Regions from separate parts of the Sus scrofa genome. Here regions 1 and 2 are each linked to region 3. A link is a contact called in public HiChIP or PLAC-seq data. All regions are on one chromosome and are shown on one strand. The core of a region is the stretch at or near the end of the contact, and the rest is flanking DNA. Distances in the headings are between cores, read along the strand shown.

The links. HiChIP or PLAC-seq counts read pairs in DNA pulled down with a chosen protein or histone mark.
Region 1: an H3K27ac HiChIP or PLAC-seq map of alveolar macrophages shows a contact between it and region 3. The contact joins the promoter of ZMAT2 here to the enhancer-like site in region 3. A contact is called at or near these places in 1 of 5 promoter capture datasets (fetal liver), 4 of 47 Hi-C or Micro-C datasets (heart right ventricle, liver, mesenteric adipose tissue and 1 more) and 1 of 2 datasets of contacts at active chromatin or transcription factors (alveolar macrophages).
Region 2: a contact with region 3 is called in an H3K27ac HiChIP or PLAC-seq map of alveolar macrophages. The contact joins the promoter of IK here to the enhancer-like site in region 3. A contact is called at or near these places in 8 of 47 Hi-C or Micro-C datasets (alveolar macrophages, heart right ventricle, liver and 4 more) and 1 of 2 datasets of contacts at active chromatin or transcription factors (alveolar macrophages).

What each region holds. Positions count from the first base shown.
Region 1 is chr2:142,409,044-142,413,467 of Sscrofa11.1, reverse strand. ZMAT2 (zinc finger matrin-type protein 2) reads right to left here and starts at 2,498. Exons shown (of 6, transcript XM_003354316.4): 1 at 2,347-2,498; 2 at 1,921-2,014; 3 at 694-817. The coding sequence starts at 2,364. It overlaps LOC100521256 (probable histidine--tRNA ligase, mitochondrial), which reads right to left. Exons shown (of 12, transcript XM_013995242.2): 12 at 3,215-4,038. The coding sequence ends at 3,979.
Region 2 is chr2:142,358,288-142,363,059 of Sscrofa11.1, reverse strand. It overlaps IK (protein Red), which reads right to left and starts at 1,926. Exons shown (of 19, transcript XR_001307243.2): 1 at 1,777-1,926; 2 at 1,246-1,312. NDUFA2 (NADH dehydrogenase [ubiquinone] 1 alpha subcomplex subunit 2) reads left to right here and starts at 1,934. Exons shown (of 3, transcript XM_003124046.4): 1 at 1,934-2,202; 2 at 2,326-2,432; 3 at 3,750-4,060. The coding sequence starts at 2,102. The coding sequence ends at 3,841. TMCO6 (transmembrane and coiled-coil domain-containing protein 6) reads right to left here. Exons shown (of 12, transcript XM_013995236.2): 11 at 4,684-4,772; 12 at 4,020-4,439. The coding sequence ends at 4,326.
Region 3 is chr2:142,295,550-142,299,951 of Sscrofa11.1, reverse strand. ANKHD1 (ankyrin repeat and KH domain containing 1) reads right to left here. Exons shown (of 34, transcript NM_001203267.1): 31 at 4,237-4,402; 32 at 3,313-3,488; 33 at 2,623-2,787; 34 at 1,855-2,344. The coding sequence ends at 2,285. Among named protein-coding and RNA genes, the nearest start is that of EIF4EBP3, 6.1 kb to the left of the region's middle. Within about 2 kb of position 2,976, at least 3 of the 83 cell types and tissues checked have an H3K27ac peak or open chromatin away from gene starts, as enhancers often do. A contact at or near this core is called in alveolar macrophages and retroperitoneal adipose tissue, where this site is marked.

The sequences.
Region 1 (4,424 bases), core at 1,249-3,748, 110 kb before region 3:
AGTCCCAGATTCCTTACCCCCAGATATTGTGAGCTACCTGCTGTTTTACGCTGCTAAGTCTTGGGTTAATGTATTCATTTCTATAGCAGCAGATAACTAACACAAAGAGGAATGACAACAGCGGGTCTACTAAGCAGCTCAGAGAAGTGTCACACATTGCTATCTGTGTGATCCTCCTGCTGGAAAACCTAACTGGACAGAGAAGTAGTGGTGGGCCAAAGGAAGGAGAGTTCCTGTGGGAGCCTTCTTTCTAAAGCTTATAGTCTTGGTCTAATAGCAAGGTGCACAACCAGGAAATCCGTAACAACTACAACCTTTGCAGCTAGTTAGTCCACAACCTTAACCCCCTTTATCCACCATCAACAGCTCCTGGGCTTCATTCTAGCTTCACCTAATTCCTCCCCTAGACATCTCCTCAGTAGACCTTTCCTTCATGTCTTCCTCTGGCAGGAGAACAAACAATTCCCTTTAAGATATTAAGAAGTAGTTATAGTACTAATATAACAAAGCCTACAGAGTGACACCTCGTAGAGACACTATTATGTTAACTTGAGGCCTTGGAGAACAAAGCATGGAATGACAGAAAACAAGGTTATTATTCTGGGGCCAAGTATCCTGCTCAACACTTCCTGAAACCAACCTAGTTTTATGTGACTTACTCCTGGATGCAGAGATAAATGAAAAGCCACTTACCCTCCCATCTCAGACTGTGGGGTAGTCTTGGTAATGACAATTGTCTTCCCGAGCTTGGATTCCAGGTCCACCTTGTAATCTCTATGCCGGAGAAGCTCTCGCTTGACTGGCTGCACGGGCTTTCCTGGAATATAATGGGGAAGGAAGTCGCTTCATTATCAGAGATCCTTAGCCAGAAAGGAAAAGAAATGCATAAAATGCAAAATCCAGAAGTCTACCTTCATTTCTTTTTTGAAACCTGAAGCAAGGGACAAAAGAGTCCCTTCTAGCAGTAGCTACAGAGAATTTCAACACAGCAAAAATGATAAGCAATCCTTAACTCCCTACATCTTTTCTCCACTTTAAAGCCAACAAGTCTATGGCGTTCCCATCCTGGCTCAGCGGAAATGAATCTGACTAGTATCCATGAGGACGTAGGTTTGATCCCTGGCCTCAGTGGGTTAAGAATCCGGTGTTGCTGTGAGCTGTGGTGTAGGCCAGCAGCTATGGCTCGGACTCGACCCCTAGACTGGGAACCTTCATATGCTGCGAATGCTGCTAAAAAGACAAAAAAGAAAAGAAAAGCAAGACCACTCATTTAGTGTTTTCAGACAGATACCCCATGTGTAACACGGCAATCTTCTGAGAGCTGGGGAAGTTTTTTAAAGAAGAACTATTATCTAGGAAATATCTGCTATATGCCAAGTACTATTGCATGAGTTACATAAAAACCAAAAGTGCTGGAGTATGCAAGTAAAGCAAAAGAAAGTACAAGTCTGAAAACAGAAAAGAAAATAAGACCAACTCCCTGACAAAATGTAAGGCACAGAGAACAGCCGTAAGCACTAGATGAAACAATCAATCCCACGTTCCCCAGGTTAAGAATCCGGTGTTAAGAATCCCACGTTCAATAGCAGCAATACACAGCAGCAAAAACACTCCACTTAACTTCTTCTGAGGATCACTACTGAGGATTCCACTGTCTTCCCTGTACTTGAGGAAAGCACTAAATGAGCCAAGCAAAGGAAGGGCAAGGAAGCAGGGAACCGCAGAGCCGGAAAGCACCTCCAAACCATTTCAGTTCATCTCCTCACGCCTATCTTACTTTTCTACCTGAGGAGCCAGGGAGGCACTATTCTGCCGGAGGTTACACAGGAAAGGGGGCAGCGCGTTTCAACCCCCCACCGACTCGCTAACCATTGCTTCGCATCTGCAGTACACTTAGCACTTGATGGAACAGGCACCCACCATCCTTCTTTTCTCTCTCTTCTGTGAGCCTCTTCTCCGCAAGCTTCTCATATTCATCTTTGTCCCACTTTCGGCGAAAGTCCAAGTTTTTTGCCTGTGGGGGAAAAGGGGCTGAAGATTCGTCGCTAATCGTGTCCGACCCCTGGACAAACAGAAGAAACCGCTCCCCAGCCGCTAAGGCGGCCCCGGGACCTGGGAAGAGCGAAGCCTCTCCGGACAGCACCGGGAGGCTGAGGTTGCCTCAGGACCCCAACCCGAGACCTTCCCGCTTCCGATGACCCTGCGCCAGGGCCTTACGGGGGAGCTCTCAAACCAAGGCGGTTAGATCGCCAGGAGGTGTCGGGAAGCCAGGCGGGTGCGGGGTATTCAGCGCCGAAAAGCCGCCCCGCACCCCCCATCCCAAGCCTCCTCACACACAACACCTACCCCGCTACCCGACGCCATCTTCACAGCGAAGTGAATGGAAAGCCGGAAAATGCCGTAAAAAGCGGCCTTGCGCCGTAAGGCAAGCCCGCCCTCCAATAAGCTTAGAGTCTCGTGTTCTAAACGAGCTAAGGACTGGAGGATTTCTAAAACAAGATCGTCGGCCCCGCCCCTGCTCCAAGGAAATGGCGCATGCGCAAGGGGAGTATGAAGCAACGCGGAAGTAAGGGCGCCTGCGAGGGTTTTTCACCCTGGCTTTAAAAACAAGCACAGATTCAACCCTTCCATTTTACGTAAGAGGAAAATGAAGTTCAGATCAGCGCCCTCCGGTCTAGTCTAACCAACCTGCGTGCACTGCCAAGAGTTTCCAAACCTTCTTAAGGCTGAAGTTCTGTTATCAGGGGCTCTAGATGCCTCTTTACCTGTGTGCACTGAAGATAGGGCCCCAGAGCTCCTAAGAGTTTGCACAGGCTGTAGTCTTCCTAATGCACAAACTGAAAGCGCTGTTTGCATTTTGTCTCTTTATCTTGAAGCAATGCTATCACCCCTTGGTTAACTCATTTTTCCTTCAACTGAGAAACATCACAATTATTCAATCTACAGGGCACAATTTAATCAACACGATCGGACCTGGGAAGGCCAGTCATCAGCAACACTCTAGGGTGAAGAACTCTAGCAAATGTCACACTACACACTGACTTAGTGAGGTGACTGTATCTCACAGCTGCGGGGAGGAGGAAGCATGGCTGTTCCCTTCACCAAAAATAAAACATCACCCCAGGGACGTTCCTCTTAGCTCACTGCATCCTCCAGTGTGCACTCAAGCGTTTTCTATGGCCTATGCAAACAAATCCCTCGATAACAAATTACCCAAGCTTCTAGATTTAATATTTTATTTAATATATTATACAACCACTTCTAGAACAGCCACCTCCACGGCAGGACATGGACTAGTTAGAGCAGGCATAGGTAATGGTCTCCAAAGTCTCAAAAGATCAGATCTCCATCTTGTCAGGTCGCCTATTAAATTCAACATTCAAGATTATTAAACAGACGGCCTCACCCTGATTAACACTGGGTAGGCTAGAGAGACGTCATATTAATATGGGCACTGCTGGGCCCTTGGGCTAGCATCTCTGTCCTCAAACAAAACAGAGAGCAGTCATTGCCCCTTCTTGCTGTTTACCAAAAACTCCCTGGACAGGCCAAGACCACACAGTGGTCAAACTGCCCAGAATTTGGTTCAGAAGCGAAGAGTGGAAGGCTAAGACATGACTTCTGATCTCAGTGGTTCAGAATCGTCTCAACCTGAGGTGACTTTCCCAGAGACTTGTTCACAGCAACCATCTTATTAGCACATGTTGGCAGCGTTCAACGGCACTGCAAGTCTGCCATCTGCCTCTGCAGTTAGAGCATGTCTCTGTCACATACCAGCCATCTGCGCCCATGCAGTATAGCTGCTCTCACTAGCCCCAGAGTCCTCAGGACCTCCTACAATTCTGTACCCAGAAAAGATGGAGGATGCGTAGGCACGAGTCAGCCATCCTGGCCAGCAGTTGTAAAGTTGTGGAACAGGAACTCAGTCCTAGATGAAACCTTTTCTACAAAGAGCAGCAGGTGGCATTCAGGCAAGGATCAAGACTCAGATAGTCGCTTCTGAATTTCAGCCACAAGATTTTCTCGCTTAATGGCCACCTGAAACATAAGAGAATCTTCATGTGACAAACTAGAGAGTGATACTAGCACCTCAGACACTGCTTTTCCAGATTCATTTAATTTGGCAACTATTCCCATGACCTATGCAACCGGTAGGGAGTCTGGGCTTCAAGCTGACCTGAAGAAGGTAGGAGCTCAAGACTAAAGGGATTCAAACACCGGATCTATGTTTATTTTATCTCCAGATACCCAAAGAGATTTCATTTGTCTTCTTGCCTGCCCAGCCATCATTGGCTACAATGGCTGCCTGGAGGGGGTACTCATTCATCTCTATCACTATAAACCCTGGAGATATTTCCTTAGCCAGAAGATACGTATTTCTTTTCTTTTCTTTTTTTTTTTTTTTTTTTTTTGTCTTTTTGCTA
Region 2 (4,772 bases), core at 677-3,176, 64 kb before region 3:
CTACCTACACCACAGCTCATGGAAATGCAAGATCCTTAACCCACTGAGCAACACCAGGGATTGAACCTGCAACCTCATGGTTCCTAGTCAAATTTGCTTATGCTGCGCCATGACAGGAACTCCCACAACATTTTAAATCAACTATATTTCAATAAAAATTTTTTTGAAATTAGAAGCTTTGGAGAGTGGTGAGGAGGGAATCCTTGTCACGGCAATGAAAATAACCACCAAGATAATGAGAAGGGGAAAAAAAAATTAGGTGGCAAAATGATATCTATACAATATAACACTGCTTAATTTTATTTATTTATTTATTTTTTTGTCTTTTTGCTATTTCTTGGGCCACTCCCACGGCATATGGAGGTTCCCAGGCTAGGGGTCGAATCGGAGCTGTAGCCACCGGCCTACGCCAGAGCCACAGCAACGCAGGATCCGAGCCGCGTCTGCAACCTACACCACAGCTCACAGCAACACCGGATCGTTAACCCACTGAGCAAGGGCAGGGACCAAACCCGCAACCTCATGGTTCCTAGTCAGATTCGTTAACCACTGCACCACGACGGGAACCCCACACTGCTTAATTTTAATATTTTAACTCACAAAGCAATGTGTTTTACTCAGATATGAATGCATGTATATAAATACATTTTAAAAGAGTAGGAAGGAAAGATACATGTAAAAAAGGTAATGGCGGTTACCTCTAAGAAAGGCACTGGGATTGGGGATGTCAAGGACATTATCCTTACTCTGATGTTTTAATTTTCTAGAAGAATTAATTCCTATATAATGTATAATTAAACATCAATTTTGAAAACTATCACTTTCTGGAGTTCTTCTGTGGCACAGTGGGTTAAAGATCTGACGTTATCACTGCAACCAGCTTGCGTCATTACTGTGGCACAGGCTCGATCCCTGGCCTGGGAACTTCCACATGCTGTGGGTATAGCCAAAACCAATTTGACCCGTAGGCTGGGAACCTCCATATGCTGCAGATGCAGCCCTAAGGCCCTAAAAAGACACATACACACATAAAAGAAACTAGCACTCTCCCTGCCATAATTTCCCCTCTAGTAGACTTAGGCAAGTGGTTGGCCTGATCCAGCTACAGTTTGCGGAGGTAAAGGGGCAAGTGATACAATTTTTTGACCATCCTTGCTGACAAAAGATTCAGAGTTCTTTCATTATCACCACCATCACTTTACTCATTAACTAGCTCATTCCCGTGGTTCCACATAAAATACTCACTGGTGGAAGGAGTGAGGATCGTCCACATCATGGCCGTCTGGGGCCAACGGGTTAGAGAACGGCTCGCCTAAGAAAAAGAATTAACATTAATTGAATTAATCTCCTTCGTGTCTGGTCCTGTGCAAAAGTTGGGGACCTAGATGTGAACAACACACGTGTTTTCATGGCAAGTTGCTCACAATCTAGTGACTTATGACAACTCAATCCAATGATGCAGGATGAGCAGAGACTTCCTGAAGATGACATCTAAGATTACTACCCGGAAGATAAATGACCGTAAGCGAAAATCAAGTGATGGGGATTCGGGGTGGTTCACAGATAAAACTCATCGGTCGTAGCTTCGACCAAGGACAAGATTTAGGAACAGAGCTGGAGCTGCCCGGCCTCGCTCGGGGCCCGGCTGCTTCGCCAAGCTCCCAGGCTCACTACACCCTCACACACGCACACCCAGCTTAAACTCTAAGGCCAAAATAATGCTCCAAGTGTCCCGAGTCCCCGCGGGGAAGAAAGGGCAGATGATCCGAGCCTTACTGTCTCGCTCCGGCATTTCGTCGCGTCGTTTCAACCCCAACAACAACAACGGAAGAGTCGACAACAACACAGGCGCGACTGGCGCTTCCCCACAATGCACCTCAGGCGTCCACCCACAGTGCCTTTCGTCCCCGAGCCAATCCGCACCAGCCGCAGGCGGAGAAATCCGAGCCAGAGGTGACCCTGCAATGCTTTCATGGCATTGGCTGTGCTTGGCCCCGCCCCCTACGTCAGCCAGCCTATCGCGGGGCTGTAGCGTCCGAGGTTCCTCTGACAGGATCCCCTGGCCGGAAGGTCTCCGCGGGTTGATTGGGTTCTAGGGGAGATGGCGGCAGCCGCAGCGAGTCGAGGTATCCGCGCCAAATTGGGCCTGCGGGAGATTCGCATCCACTTATGTCAGCGCTCTCCCGGCAGCCAGGGCGTCAGGTGAGCCGCAGCCTGGTGAGGCGGGCGGGCTTCGGGGCTCCGGGGTCACGACCTCGACCCCCCGGGTGTTATGGGGAGGCCTACGCCCACACCACATGGGCGGTGCTCTCTCCGGCCCCGCAGGGACTTCATCGAGAAACGCTATGTGGAGCTGAAGAAGGCGAACCCCGACCTGCCCATCCTCATCCGCGAGTGCTCTGATGTGCAGCCCAAGCTCTGGGCTCGCTACGGTGAGCGTGGGACGCCGGGGGCCTGGGAACAAGGGTTCTGGATGAGAAAGGGCCGCCCAAGGTCACGCAAAGCCTGTAGAAGGACTGGAACTCCGACTTCAGCCTTGCTGTTGACCTTGTTGCAGATAAGGAAATATACATTCGCAGAATTATAGGATGCTTCGTGTCCCAGGTAACGTCTGTATGGAGGCGTGCCCTGTCCTGCATAGGGGACAAGGATCTGTCGTTTTTGTAATCCTGAACAGGCTTCAGATAGGGGAGGAGATGCGGGTCAGTTACCGATCAATGTAGGTCCTTCCAGATTATGTGCGCTCAGTGCCAGTCCAGGTGGAGTGTATAAGAATCTCAACAGTAAAAACCCAGAATAATGACTGTGTTGAGTGCTTACTGTTAGGTCCTATGCTGAGTGCTTTCCCGCCCAATCTTCATTAAGTAGATGATGGGTAGATTCCTTTTTCTCTTTGTAGAGATGGGAAAGCTGAATCAACAATGTTACAGGACATACTCAAGGTTATTTAGCTAGGATGTGTAACAGGGTTGAGCTTGTTCCCCCTTCCCCACTTCTGTCATGCTTCCTTCCATGGCTGGTTCTTTGTTATAATTAGGTTACTTTCCAGGTCTGAATTTATCTATTACCTCCTCAAAAAGGCATTGCCTGGCCAGTTAGGAAACACTGCCCCTCAGCCCTTTTTAATCATATTTCCCTATTTCATTTTAGCACAATCTGAAAGTCTCCCACATAGCAGGCACACCGTGTTTATCTTTACTGAATAATGGTATTTTTAACCACAGCTTTTACACCTTGTCCTAGAAGTGTCTGCGGGAAGGTGGGGAGTCACACCCAAGACAGATGAGTTCTAATAATGGACACCTGCAGTATGCCGTGCACTAAAAATTGTTTGGAGGAGGGAAAAGGTTCTCCTTCCAAAGCCAGTAGACTAGAGATGAACAGAAATAACTACATTAAATGGACTATAGGAGCTATTAAATGAGCACTAGTGAAATGCAGGCCCAGGCAACGCCCTGTTCACAATGGTTAATAATGAATGCCTATTAATGTCCCTTTAAAGCTTCTGTTAAACACTTTCCTTCTCATTATAACTGCCTGGAACCAGCCAGAATTCTCTTTGTACCTGGACTTTCTAGATGTTGCTGAGACCCACTAAAATCCTAGGCATGCCAGATACACCTTATCTCTATTTATCTCGTTTCTACACTTCCTAACAAGACTGTAAGTTGAAGACACAGACCTTTTAAGCTACTTTGGTAGCCCCTACAATGCAGAGTGGATACTTAATCGCCTCCCTCTTTCCTTAGCATTTGGCCAAGAGAAGAATGTCTCTTTGAACAACTTCAGTGCTGATCAGGTAACCAGAACCCTGGAGAATGTGCTAAGTGGCAAAGCCTGAAGCCTCCACTGAGGATTAAGAGCAAAAGCCCCAGCGCCAGGACTCTGCTGGACTGAGCACAATGTGGAGAAACGTGTTCTGTTCTTTATAAAGCTTGTGCTGAAAGTGCCGCCTCCGGATGTTTTGTTCCTTGTTCCACCCTCTACCCTGTATTGTGTAACCAACTGAGGCAAAGCAGTTAAATATAAAAATAAAACTTTATTCTGTCCCATCAAAAAAGCCACAGCTGCTAAAGCAAAAGAAAAAAAGCAATCCCAGACACTCAGATTAAGTAGGCCACAATGAGTTCCTTCTGGTCCTCCTGCCTGCACAATCCTGGGTGAAAGAGGAGGAGCTGGGATTCAGAGGTCTTGGCTTAGGCTTACGTGTGGGAGCAGAAGGCATGACATGTCATTGTGGTGCCAGACCCCCAAAAAGGGCTCTGTGCAGGCTGGGAAGATGGGGGGTGGGAGAGGAGTGGAGAACGTGACTATGAGGGGCCAGGTCACCCACGAAGAGCTGTCTGCTGGAGAGCACGCACACGATCCTGGAGCTGGGCCACCTCTTCATGCCTCTGGAGGGCCTGTAGCCCTGACCGCTGTAAGAAGGCCTGGGCGGCCTGAAAGCAGGAAAGAAAAAGATTCAACGCTGGGTCCCTGAGCCCTAACACTCAATTCCCACAGTCTTATGGGTTAGCCCACCTCTTCCTGGAAGAGAATGCATTTCCAACGAGAGTTTAGGTGTTCTGATCTGGAGCCCACAAGCCCAGAGAAGTGACTGAGGTTAAGACTGAAAGGAAAGGGACCATGGGGAGACCAGAGGCTTTAGAACAGGGGGGTTGGAGACCAAGGCCAGAAACCCACCCCCGGCTGGTAGAGGAACAGCAGCTGCAGCAGCTCCAAGCTCTGGCCTACTACTACAGTGTCAGAGAAGGCCAACGTGTCCAGCAAGG
Region 3 (4,402 bases), core at 1,727-4,226:
GGAGGGGCTCTTAAACCTCAGCAATGTGAACCATTCTTTTGGCTTCTATTTTTCCCATACCATATTCCCATACCATGCACAAGACAAAGGAGAAAACATGTTAGAACTAGGAGACCCTTTTGAGTTCAATTTATATTCAATTTCATTTTTTAGATGAGGAAAGTGAAGCCCAGAGACAAGAAATGATTTGCTGAGGTCATATAGCTTCAAGTGGCAGAGAGGAAAATAGAATTTAGGTTTCTGACTCTTGTTCCCCTCTAACCATGCTGCCCCCCCACCCGCAGTCCCTTGTATATTTTGAAAGTAATTGAGTTCTTACCTGAGCTAGGTTTAATCCAAGGTTCAGGTTGGTAAAATAGCAGTAAAGTAATGCCAAGAAGAGGCAAGACAGAGGAAGAAGAGATTATAGCAGGCAAAATGGAGTGGGGAGTAGGCTACTGGGATTCAAATAGAAAGAAAAGGAGGCAGTGCTGGTAAAGGGGCAGAAAGGAGGGTATCCTAAATAACTGCTGTAAACGACACAGCTCCTGTTTCTTCCTAATCCTCCTAGAGGTTTCTCAAAATTCCTCCTCTTTTTTATTTTTGTCTAGTTCCTTTCCTGAGATAAAAAATTTCATTCTGTTGTCCTCAAGGTATAGAAGATAGGGTTAAGAGCTCTTCCAATAATTCAAATGTACTGTAGATAGTTCAGACAGAAAAAAACTCACCATTCTGTGCCACTGAAAAATTTACTTACTATTATCTCTCACTAGTATATGTTTCATCAAGTTTCATTTATTTTTCTATATTTCATTTATTTATATATTTATATAAATATAAATATGTGTATTTCACTTATTTATAGTTTCATTTATTTCTCTAAATTAGGTGACTTTGTTGTTGTTAGTGCTAAGTGGAAACAGCAAGACATGTGGGTGTTCCAAAGGGTCTTTTGTCTCTCTCAAGGTCAGGGTGGGGTGGGGTGGGGTGGGATGGGGGGCTCTTGAGATTACGTAATGTGGTTATTAGGCAGGCACTACAAAGGCAGTAACTTCAGTACCAGTGATATTACTATTTTCTGTGTATCCTTCTTTGCCTTGATGTATGTTTTGGCTTCTCTATCAGACACAGTTTCTTGTTTTTTTTTTTTTTCTTTTTTAGTTTGCTTATATCTAAGACCAGGTAATTCAACCATATTAAAACATGAACAAGTTGATGACTGTTCTTTTCATTGGGATAGTTTTTTCTTCTCTATTGCATCAGATTCTTGGCATAGTCAATACTTTGGCCAAAGCAGTCCATTCCAGTGTCCTGAGTTTAGCTTGTTGACCATATTGGCTCTTCATGGAACTAAGCCCAGAATTAGTCACATATTTATAAACATTATTCAGCTGATTCAATAATACAAAGAATTACAGGAGTCAACGCCACCCCTTCCTATGTACCAACTCAAATAAAACTTAAACAACTATAACCAAAATAAATCTTTAGATAAAAAAGTCAGGAAGCACAAAAGCTATCTGAAGGATGACTTGGGAGTCCCTAAGTTTGTTCAGCATCATCTGACTGAAATCCTGTTGTTCTTGCTGACATACTCATGATCCACAAAGAGCTAAACTGTGCAATTACCTATCCGCTAAACTCTCTCACTTAGAAAATTATGTGGATGAAAACAAGAGAATAAGGAAAGTTTAACATGGAATAAGTACCCAAATAATCTTCAAGGTGCTTTTCCAAGGCAGTCTGAGAACGGACTCTAAAGTGTAAAATGCGTGAAGTCAACTACAAACACAGTACTAACAACCTGGTTCAGTGTGACTGTGGACTGGGAAAAACCTGCATGACCACTGAAAGGATCACACCTCACTTCTAAACACTGTTCATCGTTTTATTGAATATTCTGGTAAATATTTCACATTAATACAGGCTACATTAAGTAGAGCCACTATATGACAAGAAATTTACTCAACTTTTTCCTTTTAAGTATGTAAACAATTGTACATGTATTTACCACCCTAAAAGGTTGAAACATGTAATCATCTAATTCTCTTCTGCAGACAAGTAGCATTCAGTATGTTTAGCCCGAAGCACTAAGTTCAAAATGGCTAAACTAACCAGAGAACATAATCAGGTGGATAGGAAATCACTCTGTTCTTATACAATGGGCAGTCAAATTTCCATTGCTAAAGCCTCAGAGAAAATTTCTTAGGCACATTAAAAAAAAAAAAAAAAAAAAAAAAAATCCCCAGGGTTCTTCCAAGGTCAAAGGTTTCTCAAACAAGGCTAAAGAGTAAGACCTTCTAACTTAGTTGACATATTTGAGATGCATGTTTCCAATATGAGGTGCCCACGTGCCAGGCCAAATCTGAAAAGGGGGAGGAAAAATTGGAATTTCTAATTAGGAATCTTTAGACATTTACAAAATGAATATATAAATGCAATGGCAATTCACTGTTTCTGCCTAGAAAGAATATGCATATAAGAAATAAAATGTTAAGTAGCATCATTTCGATGTTGAAAAACTTAATTCAGATCAAGGCGGTCAGATGTCATGACTTTTCATATTCAGAACTTGCACTCCCAAAGAATTAAAAGAATGACATGATATATCTGAAAAATAAAAGAGCATTAAGTCCATTTTACCTGCTGGGCATCAGTGCATTCAGTTGAATTCTGAATAACTTTTATCATAGGGTTCCAAGCAGGATCTGGGTTGTGAAGTCCATTAAACAGAGGGCCTCCTGGAACATCAGCCAGCTGAGGATGGGAGGGTATTATGGTGCCTCCATACATGGAAATCGGCAGACCCTAAAACAGCAGAAAGGTTTAATCATGAAGTGATTATAAATGATTCCAGAATACCAAGATAGATCTTTCTAACTTCCCTTCATTCCCTCCAGCTTCCTGTATTTTAGATTTACTAATAAGCCTGTGCTAAGGAAAGGGGAACTCTACACGCTTGCTTGCAGCCACAATTGGCCTTTATGGCTGCCAGGAAGCTCTTAGAGCAGACAAGCAGGCAATGGGGAACTCACAGCCAGCTTTCTAGAGGGGAAGGGGCCTTCTTCAAAACTGTGGCAGACAAACGCAAAGGAGCAAGACCTGAATCTCCCAAGTTTTGGGTGGAAGATGGTATCTTCAGGATAATTTGAGTACAAACTGATGGAGACAACATAACCCACTCTTGAAACTGGCTATAAGAGCTGGCAAAGTCAGGGAAAGAAAGTAGTGATACCAAAAGCAAGAATTATTTCAGTACAAATTACTCCTTAACATGTGACCATGTTGACTCGCAAAGTGTTAAACAAATTACAATGATGTTTGTCAACTCACTTTAGAAAAATCCACAAAACTGCTTGCCATAGGCTGATGAAAAATGTTAGAAGGGGCTACCATTCCAGAATCATCTCGCTCCATTGGTTGATGCTGAGAGAATGTGCTTGGGTCTGATAATTGTTGATGCATTGGATGGTTCCCTATCACAGACTGTGACCAACCTGATAAGCCTTCTAGAAAGAAGAATTGAGATCAGGGTTAGGTATTTATTTGGATAAAATAACAAAATATTACCATTTGATTTTTAAATTTTTTTTGTCTTTTTGCTTTTTCTAGGGCCGCTCAGGTGGCATATGGAGGTTCCCAGGCTAGGGGTCTAATCGGAGCTGTAGCCACCAGTCTATGCCAGAGCCACAGCCAATGTGGGATCCGAGCCGAGTCTGGACCTACACCACAGCTCACGGCAACACCGGATGGTTAACCCACTGAACAAGGCCAGGTATGGAACCTGCAACTGCAGGGTTCCTAGTCGGATTCGTTAACCACTTCGCCATGACGGGAACTCCTGATTCTTTTTTATACTAAATTTAATCAAAATCATTCCTTTGACAAGCTCAGGACACATGCATGAGTCTTTGCAAACCAAAAAAAAAAAAAAAATTCTTCCTGGAAAACTGAATGGAGTCCTCTGAACACCCTCCAACACTCTACCTTGTCCTTCAAAAGACTAAGTGCTCGCTGAAAGAAGTCAAATGATTGTCCCATTCTACAAGAAAAGTTCAAGAGGGAATCTTTTAGTTCTCATCAACTCTGTATTTATTATTTTATATATTACTATCATACATATGACATATAATGTATGATAGTTTGTATAATCCAAACTAACATTACAGACTTTGAAACTGGATTGAAAACCTCGAAGTTTTAAACAATCCCCCTGATTAAGTGTAGGAACTAAGTTTTCTTGCACCATAACTGTACCTGATACGGCATTGACGCCAAATGACCAGATTCCACTGTGTCCAACAGGAGCGACAAAACTGGTCCCCACGGGGGCTTGTGCAACAGACCCTCCTTGCCGAATCCGCGCTAGTCTCTCCGTTCCAATAGGGGGAGGTATCTTTCGATCCTGACTGGCACTGCCTCC